Linked DNA regions of Mus musculus: all the other regions are linked to region 4. Evidence: chromatin contacts called from public HiChIP or PLAC-seq and promoter capture Hi-C data. All regions are on one chromosome and are shown on one strand. The core of a region is the stretch at or near the end of the contact, and the rest is flanking DNA. Distances in the headings are between cores, read along the strand shown. Region 1 has its middle 17 kb from the start of Csf2ra. Region 2 has its middle 57 kb from the start of Csf2ra. Region 3 has its middle 85 kb from the start of Csf2ra. Region 4 holds the start of Grk5 (G protein-coupled receptor kinase 5).

Evidence for each region. Promoter capture Hi-C pulls out the DNA fragments that hold promoters and counts their contacts. HiChIP or PLAC-seq counts read pairs in DNA pulled down with a chosen protein or histone mark.
Region 1: a contact with region 4 is called in a promoter capture Hi-C map of pre-B cells. The contact joins the enhancer-like site here to the promoter of Grk5 in region 4. A contact is called at or near these places in 18 of 39 promoter capture datasets (the 3T3-L1 cell line, 3T3-L1-derived adipocytes, the C10 cell line and 9 more), 1 of 15 datasets of contacts at CTCF or cohesin (large pre-B cells), 31 of 484 Hi-C or Micro-C datasets (B cells, the Ba/F3 cell line, CD4 T cells and 21 more), 16 of 115 datasets of contacts at active chromatin or transcription factors (the 230-238 cell line, acute myeloid leukemia, bone marrow-derived macrophages and 6 more) and 4 of 9 other capture datasets (adipose tissue, embryonic stem cells, liver and 1 more).
Region 2: a contact with region 4 is called in an H3K27ac HiChIP or PLAC-seq map of embryonic stem cells, with 4 times the contacts expected there. The contact joins the enhancer-like site here to the promoter of Grk5 in region 4. A contact is called at or near these places in 5 of 39 promoter capture datasets (the C10 cell line, embryonic stem cells, hippocampal neurons and 1 more), 9 of 115 datasets of contacts at active chromatin or transcription factors (the 230-238 cell line, the SCID.adh cell line, acute myeloid leukemia and 4 more) and 1 of 9 other capture datasets (macrophages).
Region 3: a promoter capture Hi-C map of stem cell-derived epiblast-like cells shows a contact between it and region 4, with 2.6 times the contacts expected there. The contact joins the enhancer-like site here to the promoter of Grk5 in region 4. A contact is called at or near these places in 5 of 39 promoter capture datasets (embryonic stem cells, hematopoietic stem and progenitor cells, liver and 1 more) and 9 of 115 datasets of contacts at active chromatin or transcription factors (bone marrow-derived macrophages, embryonic stem cells, large pre-B cells and 1 more).

What each region holds. Positions count from the first base shown.
Region 1 is chr19:61,243,601-61,246,300 of GRCm38.p6, reverse strand. No RefSeq gene overlaps it. Among named protein-coding and RNA genes, the nearest start is that of Csf2ra, 17 kb to the right of the region's middle. Within about 2 kb of position 1,375, at least 87 of the 459 cell types and tissues checked have an H3K27ac peak or open chromatin away from gene starts, as enhancers often do. A contact at or near this core is called in the 230-238 cell line, B cells, the Ba/F3 cell line and 12 more, where this site is marked.
Region 2 is chr19:61,283,883-61,286,795 of GRCm38.p6, reverse strand. No RefSeq gene overlaps it. Among named protein-coding and RNA genes, the nearest start is that of Csf2ra, 57 kb to the right of the region's middle. Within about 2 kb of position 1,300, at least 7 of the 459 cell types and tissues checked have an H3K27ac peak or open chromatin away from gene starts, as enhancers often do. A contact at or near this core is called in embryonic stem cells, where this site is marked.
Region 3 is chr19:61,312,249-61,315,006 of GRCm38.p6, reverse strand. No RefSeq gene overlaps it. Among named protein-coding and RNA genes, the nearest start is that of Csf2ra, 85 kb to the right of the region's middle. Within about 2 kb of position 1,251, at least 15 of the 459 cell types and tissues checked have an H3K27ac peak or open chromatin away from gene starts, as enhancers often do. A contact at or near this core is called in stem cell-derived epiblast-like cells, where this site is marked.
Region 4 is chr19:60,888,075-60,891,044 of GRCm38.p6, reverse strand. It overlaps Grk5 (G protein-coupled receptor kinase 5), which reads right to left and starts at 1,296. Exons shown (of 16, transcript NM_018869.3): 1 at 414-1,296. The coding sequence starts at 465.

The sequences.
Region 1 (2,700 bases), core at 126-2,625, 360 kb before region 4:
ATCTTAAATCTTGCCAGAGATCATGAAGGGGTGAGGCTCCCAGAAATAAATTGTGGTGAACTTCACTGTGACTTATAGCTTTGGGAATATGGAACTGCAGAGGCCACCTCCTATAGCTGGAAAGAAACCCCATTGGAGTGATAGGGACATCAACACACCCTCAAAACTTTGCACACAAAATTTACTTTGTCCACAAGAAATACATGCATGGGCAATGGACCAGAAACTGAGGGAATGGCCATCCAATAACCAGCCCAACTTGAGACCCATCTTATGGGCAAACACCAATTCCTGACACTATTTTTAAAAGATTTATTTATTGATTTATTGATTGCATATGAGCACACTGTAGATGTACAGATGGTTGTGAACCATCATGTGGTTGATGGGAATTGAACTCTGGCTCTGCTCACTCCAGCCCTGCTCGCTCCAGCCCAAAGATTTATTTATTGAATCTAATTACACTGTATCTGTCTTAATACACACCAAAAGAGGGTGCCAGATCTCATTATGGTTGGTTGTGAGCCATCATGTGGTTGCTGGGATTTGAACTCAGGATATTTGGAAGAGCAGTCAGTGCTCTTAACTGCTCAGTCATCTCTCCAGCCCAATCCCTGACACTACTAATGATGCTTCATTATACCTGCAGACAGGAGTCTAACATAACTGTACTTCAAGAGGCTCCATCTAGCAGCTGACAAAAACTGATGCAGAGACTCACAGCTAAACATTGGATGGAGCTTCAGGACTATTGTGGAAGAGTTGGGAGAAAAATTGAGGGCCTTGATAGAGATAGAAAGTCCACAGACAGACCAGCAGTGTCAACTAACTTGGACTCTTGGGGACTGTCAGAGATGGAACCATCAACCAAAGAGCACTCACAGACTAGACTTAGGCCTCCTGCACATATGTAGCAGATGTGCAACTTGGCATGTGCACTTCCCAACAACTGGAACAGAGATTATCTCTAACCCTTTTGCATGTCTGGGGACTACGCTTCCCGAACTGCATTGAGTTGATGTGCCAGGGTCAGGGGGCCGCCATCTTATCAATGGAGAAGTGGAGATAAGGGGGAGGACTGTGTGAGAGGGCTCAGGGGAGGGGAGAGCAAGTTGGGATGTAAAGTGAATTTAAAAAGTACTCCATTCACCAGAGTGTCAGATTCCCATGCCATCCTGAAACAAAGGACACTAATATCATCCTACTTCAAGGGATAGAGTGAGGAGATTATGGCCTGTTTGAGGTTGAACAGTATTAAGTGTTACCCTCCCATTTTAAATGGAGGCCAATGACATTCCTCCAGGGAGCATGAGTGCCTGGAACATTGAGATAGAATCTGCAGTGTCAGATGAGGAACTTTGTTCAGAATAGAAACGTTGAGAAAGAAGAAGTGGTGAGTTTTAGATGCAGACAGTTAAGTGGGAGGGGCTGACTCTTCTAGCAATGAGGAAGTAAGAAAATGAAATAGCAAGCAATGAATGAAACACATTGGGAGAGGCCTAAGCTTCCTTCAATGCAGCAAATATGTCTTGGGAACATTTCTCCAACCTCCTTCTCGGGGGACCTTCTGTCTTGTAATGGTCCTGTTCACTTTTTAGTCAATCCAGGAAAAGTATGGTTCTCTGTAGGTCTTATTTCCCCACTCTTACTTCTGACATTAACTTCTAAGACTTTTGTCCTAACGTGTTCCTATTGCTGTCCCCTGGCAGCTGTGCTCTCTGGAAAGTTGGCTCTTCGACCTCTTGAACTACATACAGGTTTCTCAGTGTACACCAGGTTTCCAGTTTTTGTGAGCTGTCAACTATTCTGAGTTTGAATGTGTTGAGGCAGCTCTCATTAGGTGTTTTTTGTTCCTGAAAACAACTGCTAATCCCCATTTCTCTAAATAATGCCACAAAACTCCATGCTTCACCTATTTGATTGTTGGTGTTATTCTTACTTTGCTCTGTCATCAGCTTCATGCCTAGCATGAATAGATGATTGTTCACAACTACCCATAAATGGTTCTATATAAAGGCTTGACTTACTATTTGTGTGCTGAACTCTGAATTTCCTTAGTGGCTGTGTATAAAGGATGGAAATTGAAAGCCACCCCTAAAGCAAGGATATCACATATAAACTAATATCACCTTCCTAAGTTACTAATGTAGCTCCCTGGGATCCAGATGCATTCTGACTGGAGTATGTTGGTACCAAACTCATTGACCACAGTGCAGTTTTCCCTTTCTGTACCTTTCAGCACCTCTAACATTCTGTGACACAGCAAACATCATCTTCACCAGTGAATAAGCATGTTGCTTGCGGCTAAACTTATCTCGTCCAAAATTAATAACTAAGTTAATCAGGTTTTATTTGTACTGACACAGAATCAAGTATTAAATTATAAAATCAGAAAGTGAACTGATAGATATAGAAGGGGGAAATACAGCTTGAGATTGATATTTTGTTGTTGTTGTTGTTAATTAGTTGATGTTGAAATGGAGATCATATCTTGGATTATCAGCATGGGCTACTATCTGCTATCCTTCCAGGGATGGATACAGCATGAGTTTCAAGCTGAAACAGATACTTAGATGGGAGAATATGTCTATTTGTAAAAGTGGGAGTTAGTCTATTTTAGTTTTACTGTGAACATCAGAGAATAAGCAGAGCTATCTAAGTACCCATCTGCAAATAGAGCACAGGGCATACAGACATACT
Region 2 (2,913 bases), core at 51-2,550, 400 kb before region 4:
ATTGTTTGAAAACACAGCCCTTTATATTATGAGGCTACACAGACAGCTTAAGTAACTGATGTTTCCTAAAGTTTAGTTGGAGGTTGTAGTTTGAGCATTACACAAGGTCTATTCCCAAAATTCTTTTTGTATTAGTAAAATTTTTAATTGAGATTTTTTTGTGTGATAATAAAAATATTCTGTGAGGGCCTATTTTATAGAGCATATAATGAAAACACCATAGGGGTAAATTTTTGGTGAAAAACTGATTGTATTTACCTCAAATTTAATCATTAAATATATAGGTGTATGTTTAGCATTTATTGATAAATTATATGAAACAACAAGGATGAGACAGGAGATATTATTCTTTACATAAACATAAATACAATATGGCATTATTCCATTCCTACTTATTTGTGGACCACTTTTGTTACAAAAGAGGAACATATTCTATAGAAATTACACTAAAATCCCTCCTATGTCATAAACATAATATGGCACATACAAATATCACTGAAATTTCCTTATTTTTCTACTTCTCAGTAGGATGCTAGTGTTATTTTAGTGTAACTGTAAAGGTTATCAAAGATGTTTCATGTAATCTCCCCCAAGCCTGAAGCAGGCTGAGCCAGACCTTGACCTTTTCTACCACATTAAACCCTTCAGCCTGACTGCAGCAGGTGTGCATCCTTGCCTCCACCAGCGCAGGTGGCAGTTATTAATCTTCATTGAGGAAGCATTCTAAGTACATATTGTGGCTTTTGGTCTGATTCAGGAATAAGGTTTGCTATGAGGGCCGGACAGTCTAAGACGGGCACCCAGATCTCAGAATCATATCAATCTAGACAGAGGTACATGCCAAGAGGCCGTGGTTTATTAATAATACACCACAGAGCCATGTAAAAAATTGGAGGAAAAGGTTAATGTCTTAGAAGTAGTAGTCTTAACAATAGGGCAGGACATAGCACATATTAAGGCTATAAAGGCAGAAATTTCAGATATTAGCAAAAGCTACTTGGACACTTGGAACATTGATGAATTGGCCAGAGATTTAAAAAAATAACCTAAGTGCATTAAACCCCCTGGATTGGGTTCAATATATATTCCTACTTGCTATTATTATTGGCACTATTTTATTAGTAAATCGTTGTGTTTCCACTCATCTTTAGAGCACTCCTGAGATCTGTAGTTACGATGAGGCAGGATGTTCTGGAAATTCGGCAGAAATATAAGAAAGGGGGAGAATGCTACGCACACTCCAGTGAAGTTTGCTTGGCAGGCCGAGAGGCCTGGGAGTACTCACGAGGCAAAGAGTTTCACGGAAATTCACCTCCTGGAACTTTGGCGTTCTCATACTCATACACTATCCCTGTTAGTCTTGGTGTATGGATCCCCGTGCTCTCTTTTAGTATTATCTTATTATAAGTGCCTGTTAAGACTGAATTCTGACATAGCTAAGCCTTCACCAGAGTTCCAACGTCCTAGAAAGACCTTGAAGCCAACAAACTTGGAATTCAGTAGGAATTCAGTAAGAAAGTTATCTATTCAGTAACTAATTAAGCATTACAAAGGACCAAACCGGAATAGCTCAGGGCTAGTGTGCAGAGTGTTTACTTGAGGCAGTAAACAGTCTTACCCAAACACAATGGCCTAGCGAATAGGTGGGTTTACCATGAGAAAAGTTAGGGAATCCCACTGAGAGCAGTTTCTTCACTAGGCCCAAAGAAATCAGGCAGAACTATAGAGCATAAATAAATTTTATGCCTCAGTCCAGCTTTTTTTTAAATATTAATAACAGGGAGGAAATTGTAACCTCCCCCAAGCCTGAAGCAGGCTGAGTCAGACCTTGACCTTTTCTGCCACTATGGAGATTACCTAAGATGGAGCCTTCCTAGATCACTCTATTGTTCAGCCACTGCTGCTGTTCCTCTTCAAGATATTGCTACCTGCTGAGAGGCCGCCTAGCTATTCCTGAGACTACATCCTATCCTGTACATGGTCACCTGCAGCTGGGCTCCAAAACTGAATTGGCGGGAATGGGCCTCCCCCCTCCTTTATAAGTGCATTCGCCATTAAACATTTTGAGCCTTGATCAGGAACCTTGTCTTGGCTCCATTTCTCTCTCGCCTGCCTAGTTCCCCTCTGTTTTCAGCCCCAGTTTGCCTCCCAGGTAAAACTCTGTTTCTTATGAGCTGCAGGCCGGTTTTCAACAGTTTCATAGAAATTAAGTTATAATGATGAGAAGTCACCAGAGTGAACATATCACATTCCTTTGTAAATAGAAAGTTGATCAATGATACTTTGGTGGTGAGGCAAGCCATTTTTCTCTGCATTAAGAACCTGGCAGAAGTGTATACCTGCATATTTGAAGGGAGGATAGTCTTTAACAAAGTATCTTATAAAACACTTGGATGTATATGGGGCTGTGAAAGGCAGCCTATTTTGGTTGAATGAGGCTTTCTCTGGAGACCCAGTAGGAAACTCTACAAGGGACGGAACAGTGAGCCATGTTCCCAAAGACAGGCGCCTGACACCACAGAGCCCCCAACTCCATAATTTTGTGACTATAAGAACTCAGACAATGTCCCAAGCTTCTGGCATTCTGGCTAGACTCCACCCCCACAGTTACCTGACTATAGGTATGCCCCTTCCCACAGTTACCTGACAACAGCAAGGTAGCCCAGCCCACTATAAAAGGAGCTACTTGGCCCCTCCTTGCTCTCTTTAAGCTCTCACCTTTCTTATTCTCATCTCTAGCCCTCCTTCTCTCTCTCCCTTCCCCCCTCTCTCCACATGGCCATGGCCAGCCTCTCTCCCTCTTTCTACCTTCTCTCTTTCTCCCTGCCTTTCTACAATAAAGCTTTATAACCATAGACTGTCTCTGCTTATCAAGGCCTGCTGTGCTTGAACCATGGGATAGGCTTTTCCCTA
Region 3 (2,758 bases), core at 2-2,501, 420 kb before region 4:
TTCATTTAGCATTAAGAAGGTAGAAGCCTTTTCTTTCTCTATGTAATAAGATTGGAGTGCTTTTTTTTTTTTTTTCATCTAGAATGTGTGAGTTCTTTCTGCAACCATGCTTGGTCTTATGTTCCATATGCATATGTAAGTATGGATGTGTGTGTAAGTATGTAATTGTGAGAATGCATGAAAGCTGGGCCCAACTGGCTTCGAATGAAAATGAATAAATGAGCATGAATGAAGCTGAATGTGAATTTATGTGAGATTATTCATATTTGCTTATGTAAAAGTTTTTCTTTCTGTGAGCGTTATTCTCTTCTCCTGGCTCAGTAGAAGTTTATTGCTCCAAACATCCTCCAATCCTGAAAGCAAGTGGCATCTGGAGAATAGGGGAAAGGGTCTAGCAATTAATCCTTTACTTAATCTCCTGCTGTTTTAGGATGAGATGCTGAGTGCCGAAGACTGCAGTTTCTGACCTCAGAGGATCACAGAAGGCAGGTCAGCTACAACTGCATAGTAACTTAGACTTAGATAAGTAAACTTTTTATTATATAGCAACCCTGAATTTTTGGTAAGACAAAGTCTTACCCTCCACCTATGCTCTTATCCCTCTGCTCCCTCAAGAAGAACCAACAAGAAAGAAGAAACACCTCACGCTGGGGCTGGCCCATATCACAACTGCATCCTTCTCAACTGATCTTTAAAGATGTAAGCAAAAGGTACTCTCATTCAACTACTTCCCCTGTATTTCACTTAATAAGAACTGCACAATGCAAGCATGATGGTGTGTATTTAGATATGTAACAAGTAAGTGTTTGCTCTCAGCAAAAACTGTGAAAGTTCTTGATTCAATATGAAAAAAGCAAAATATGTTATGCTGAGGTTGTTATGGTGTTCAATAAAGTATATTAGAAAGGAAAAAAAAGATGTAAGCAAAAATAAATTACACTATGAACATAACAAGCCAGAAATTAATAAGCCTATTCATTTCTATAAACTATAGTTACCCAAAATCTCTCTTTAATTGTTAATATCCTGGGCACCCTTCCGCTTGTGGGACAGATTGATAACTACCCTGCAAGTTGAGTAATGGGCTATGCAAGCTACCTACCTAATTCCAGGAGGGAGAAGGCAAACAGCCTAGTGAGTGAGGGAAGCTGGGGCTGAAGTCAGGACCTGGTGAGCACAGGGTCACTGCCCACATAGGGGAGGAGCAAGCGGCTGAGCAGTGGCAGGTGGAGTGGTGGGGTCTCCCTGAGGCTGTGCAGGGAGACAGATGAGTAGGCTATTGGAGGACCCGCACCAGTACTATGGAAATGCAAATCCCTGTAGATCTGGAAAAGGTCAGGCACTGGACTTGAAGCTAGGGCGGAGAACCTCTACACAGAGTACCTTTAAGGGAGGTGCTCGAGTCACTCAAGACTTATTGGCCAATCAGAGCCTTTAGGCTGACCTGCCAGTCAGAAGGGAAGGTGGTGTTTTCCAGATGCCTTGGCGCGAATTTCAATTAGTCGCTGAGCAGGCTTGAATGGGCCTGTGTGCTGTGCTCCTTATCCTGCCGCTGGATGCTGTGGACTGTGCTCAGGCAAGCTCCGAAGTTGCGACATGGTGAGCAAAGGGGCACTGCCAACAATGGGGAGAAGCAGGGGTCTGAGCAGCGCGAGCTGGTGTGGTGGGTCTTTACCAGGACTGACTGGGAATCGGTGGCCACGTGTGAGGTCCCCTGAGGTCCTAGCCACTCGTGGGACCTAGCTGTAGGCTCTGAATAACCTAACTGTGGGGGGCTGCATCTGTGCAGAGCATTTGGCCTGTGTATAGAAAGATCTTTGGCATGATCCCAAACTCAGAGAGTCCGAGTTTCTACACGTTCTGTTCTTAGCATTTGACGTTAAGGTGGACAATCCATTTGGAGTTAATTTTGTGGAGGTTGTAAAAGACATCTCATCTCATCCAATATCAAGCTGTGATGTAAAAGTGCAGGATTGATGATGTAAAGGATAGTAAGGCACCCCAAGTAGAATTTATCTGAGGGTGGACTGCATGTAAAACATCCTACAGATAAGTAACCCCACAGGTAAGAGTTTAGGTTGCTAGGATACACATGCTTGTTCACCAGGATTGCCCAGAAATTGAAAGGAAATAAAACTTGAGACCTGTATGTCAAATAGCCCAAAGAGTTGTTTGTGAGCTTTGAAACCTGGGGCTGAGAACATAGCAGAACAGACCAGGACATGCCCGGGCAGACCCATCGCCTCCCTATCTCCCACCCCTCTGACCTAAGTTAAATGTTAACAGGCTGCTGATGTTTAAATGGACCAATCATGTGAAACCGCGCCAATTCCTCCCCCAGCCCCACTCCTTTTCTATAAAAACCCCTAGCTTCCAAGCCTCGTGTGAGATATGTTTCAACCTGGAGCTCCGCCATTAAAATACCTCGTGTTGTTACATCAAGGTGTTGTGTTCCATTCGTGATTCTTGGGTGAATCGGGAGTTGAGTGGGGGTTTCCCCACTAGGTTCTTTCAAAATATGGCTCCAAACCATAATAAAGAAAACAAACTTGATTTACAACCAGCCACTAGGCCCGTCTCCATATCAAAGAGCAGGCCTCTAACCAGCTGCTCAATGGGGCATTACAGGATTACAATCTACAGTAAGGCCTAGTGTGCCATAAAGGTTCAGTTTTCTTCTTGAAAGAAGCATAGTTCTGCCACATGGGCTACATGACACTTAGTGACAACCATGTGAAAAGGGTAAAAAGAAAAGAAA
Region 4 (2,970 bases), core at 47-2,546:
AGACAGAGGAGAGAGGAGAAAGAGAGAGAGGAGAGAGTTTTTTCACATTCTTAAAACCATCCCGGGCCAACTCTAAAGACTGTTTTATTGGCACGTTTTCTTGCTTCTATCTCCTAAAAGAATGCTTTTCCAACTGCCCTTTCAACAGCTGCGGAGATCGAACGATTTCTAAGGTTCAGTTGGAAACTAGAGGATATTTTAGCATCTTAACTCGTCCCTGCAACTGTCTTTGCCCCGGTCCCTATCTTCTGAGCCCAAGGCTCAGAAGTCTCTCAATATTTGCAGACAGATCTCCAAGCTGTACCACTCGCACCAACTCACTGTGAGCATCCTGCACGCCCGCTTGTCACCCGACACCCGCACCCCGGCCCGCGGCAAACGCGCCGTGCACGCACCGGACCACCCGAGCTTACCTTCCCGGGCTTTCAGCAAGACCGTGTTGGCCACGATGTTTTCCAGCTCCATTGACAGTCGGCAGTCAGCGAGGGAGCCGGCCGGCTGTGCTGTCAGCGTCTGGGGTGATGCCGCTGCCGCTGCCACTGCTCGAGCTGCCGCCGCTGCTGCCAAACCCCAGAGCAAGCAGCCTGCCTGCTACCGCATTATTCTTTCTCGGAGCCCGCGGAGTTTCCCCCTCTGCACCGAAGAGACGCCGCCGCCGCTTCTTCCTCCCTCTGTGTCCCCCCTCCCCCCTCCCTCAACACTTTCCCCCCCACCCCCCACCCTCCGCGCGTCTCTGTCACTCCATTCTCCTCCCCTCCGGCTCCCTCGGATGCTTTAATGCTTCGGATGCTTCAGCCTCCCCTCGTTCCCCTCCCGGGGGTGTGGTACTCCAGGCTCGAGCCGCTGCAGCGCGCAGGCGTCTGCCCGGAGGCAACTCCCACCGCGCGCTCTGAACGCGAGGAGTGCTGGGAATTGTAGTCCCGCGTCTGACGGGGCGAGGGCTCTATTGCACCGGGACTGTGGAGCAGGACTGCTGCCGGTATGGCGCTGAGCCCAGGCGGCCCAGCCTCGCCGGCAGGAGTCAAAAACGACTCAGCCAAAACGAAACCCCCACTCCTGGAGCGCAGAGTCCCTTTCCTGTCCCGCCAAGATCCGAGAAAGCGGAAAGCACAAGCCAAGGCGGCAGAACGCTGCTGTGGGAGGCCCAGGAGTGAGCTGAGACCCGAGCGAAGGCGCGCTCCTGGGGTTCCGCGCGGCCCGCCGTCTGCCGCTCACACGCGCCAGGTCTCTGACAAAGGTGCACTTTGTTTCCGGGCAGCAAGGGGTTCGGCCAGCCCGGGGCGACCTGGCGGCCGCTGATCTCTAGGCACGAAGTATGCGCGCCCCCTGGCGACGGCGCGTCTATGGGAACCAGAAGGCAGGCGCCTGGGACTCTCGGGATCCCCACGCACAGAGCAGCTTCACTTTGCAAGCCCGGGAGCCCAAAACCCCAAGATTTTCATTATAACCAAACATATTGTAGTCGAATTACTAAAAACACATAAGAAATCGAATCTTCTGTGGAAATGTTGATGAGTAACAAGCCAAGCCAGCATGAAAAGGCATTCAAATTCCAGGCTTGTTTATCTTGGAGCACTTGGCTCCTTACACTTTCAGAACCTCGGACTCCAGATCTGGTCCCAGCTCCTCTTTCCCCAAAACTTCTAATGCTGGGAAATTAGCTGTCCGGTCACCTGGAGTCTTTCGAGGAGAGTCCTAAGAGCTGGGGGCGGGGCTGCCAGGTCCCAGGGAACAATGAGGCCTTTGCCTCCTCTGGGCCTTTCGGGCCGGATATCCGTTCTGAAACTAGTCTGAGGCTTCTGTGTCCAAGAGAAGGAAAAGCCGGCTGTCCCCAGAGCAGCCAGGAAATAGGGAGGGGCCTAGAGAAATGGAAAACAGTCATTAAGCATTGGAGCTAATGGTGTTTTAAGTGTGGTTACCAGACTAGTGCTGGTTCTAACAGTTAGTGATAGTCTTTTTCCTAGTGGGTATATCTGCCACCACCACTTGCCTAGTGTCTGGACTTGGATCAGTGGGCCTCACTTGTCTACAAGAAGAGTTAAGTTTGCTTGTCAGAAGACAGAGAGTTGAGCAAACAACTTGAGCACCTGACAGCACAGGAATTACTACTGTTCTAAGCAATCTAAACTTAGACTTTACTACAGACTCTCATTCCCAGAGCCCCAACGTGTGATGAAGGAATCTCTCTCAAAAAGAAAGTTATATGTAAGTACACTTTAGCTGTCTTCAGACACATCAGAAGAGGGTGTCACATCTCATCTCCTTATGGATGGTTGTGAGCCACCATGTGGTTGCTGGGACTTGAATTCAGGACCTTCAGAAGAGCAGTCAGTGCTCTTAACCACTGAGCCATCTCTCCAGCCCGTTTATTGACTTTTTTCACCATTTTTTCCCACTTTTTTTTTTTTTTTGAAACAGGGATTCATAAAACCCAGGCTGGCCTATAGTTCCTGATTCTGCTGCCTGGGTCCTCTGTAAGAGCAGTGAGTGCTGTTAAACACTAAGCCATAATATTTCATCTCCAAAACATTTTTGTTTTGTTTCCTTTTTTGATAAAATTTCCTTGTGTAGCCCTTGCTGTCCTGGAACTAGCTCTGTGGATGAAACTGGCCTCAAACTCAAAGAGATCTGCCTGTGTCTGCCTCCCAAGTGCTGGGACACCACTGTTGGAGTTCCATAACATTTTTTTTAATGATTAAGTTTGACCTGGTTACAAACTTCCTGTGTTTACCAGTCCTAAAGATTTTTAACAATGCAGATTCTGATTAAAATGCAGATGTAGATCTAGGGCAGATCCTGAAATTTCTGTGAGGAAACACACCACCCTCTTGAGTAGCAAAGCTCTGTTGACTGTAACTCATACCACTCTATTTTCTAATATCCAGCCCCAACCCGAGTCAGCAGTAGTTTTCCTCTCTGGTAGATAGAAGCATGCTTGTTTGCCTCTCTGTAAAGGCCTGCCTTTCTCCA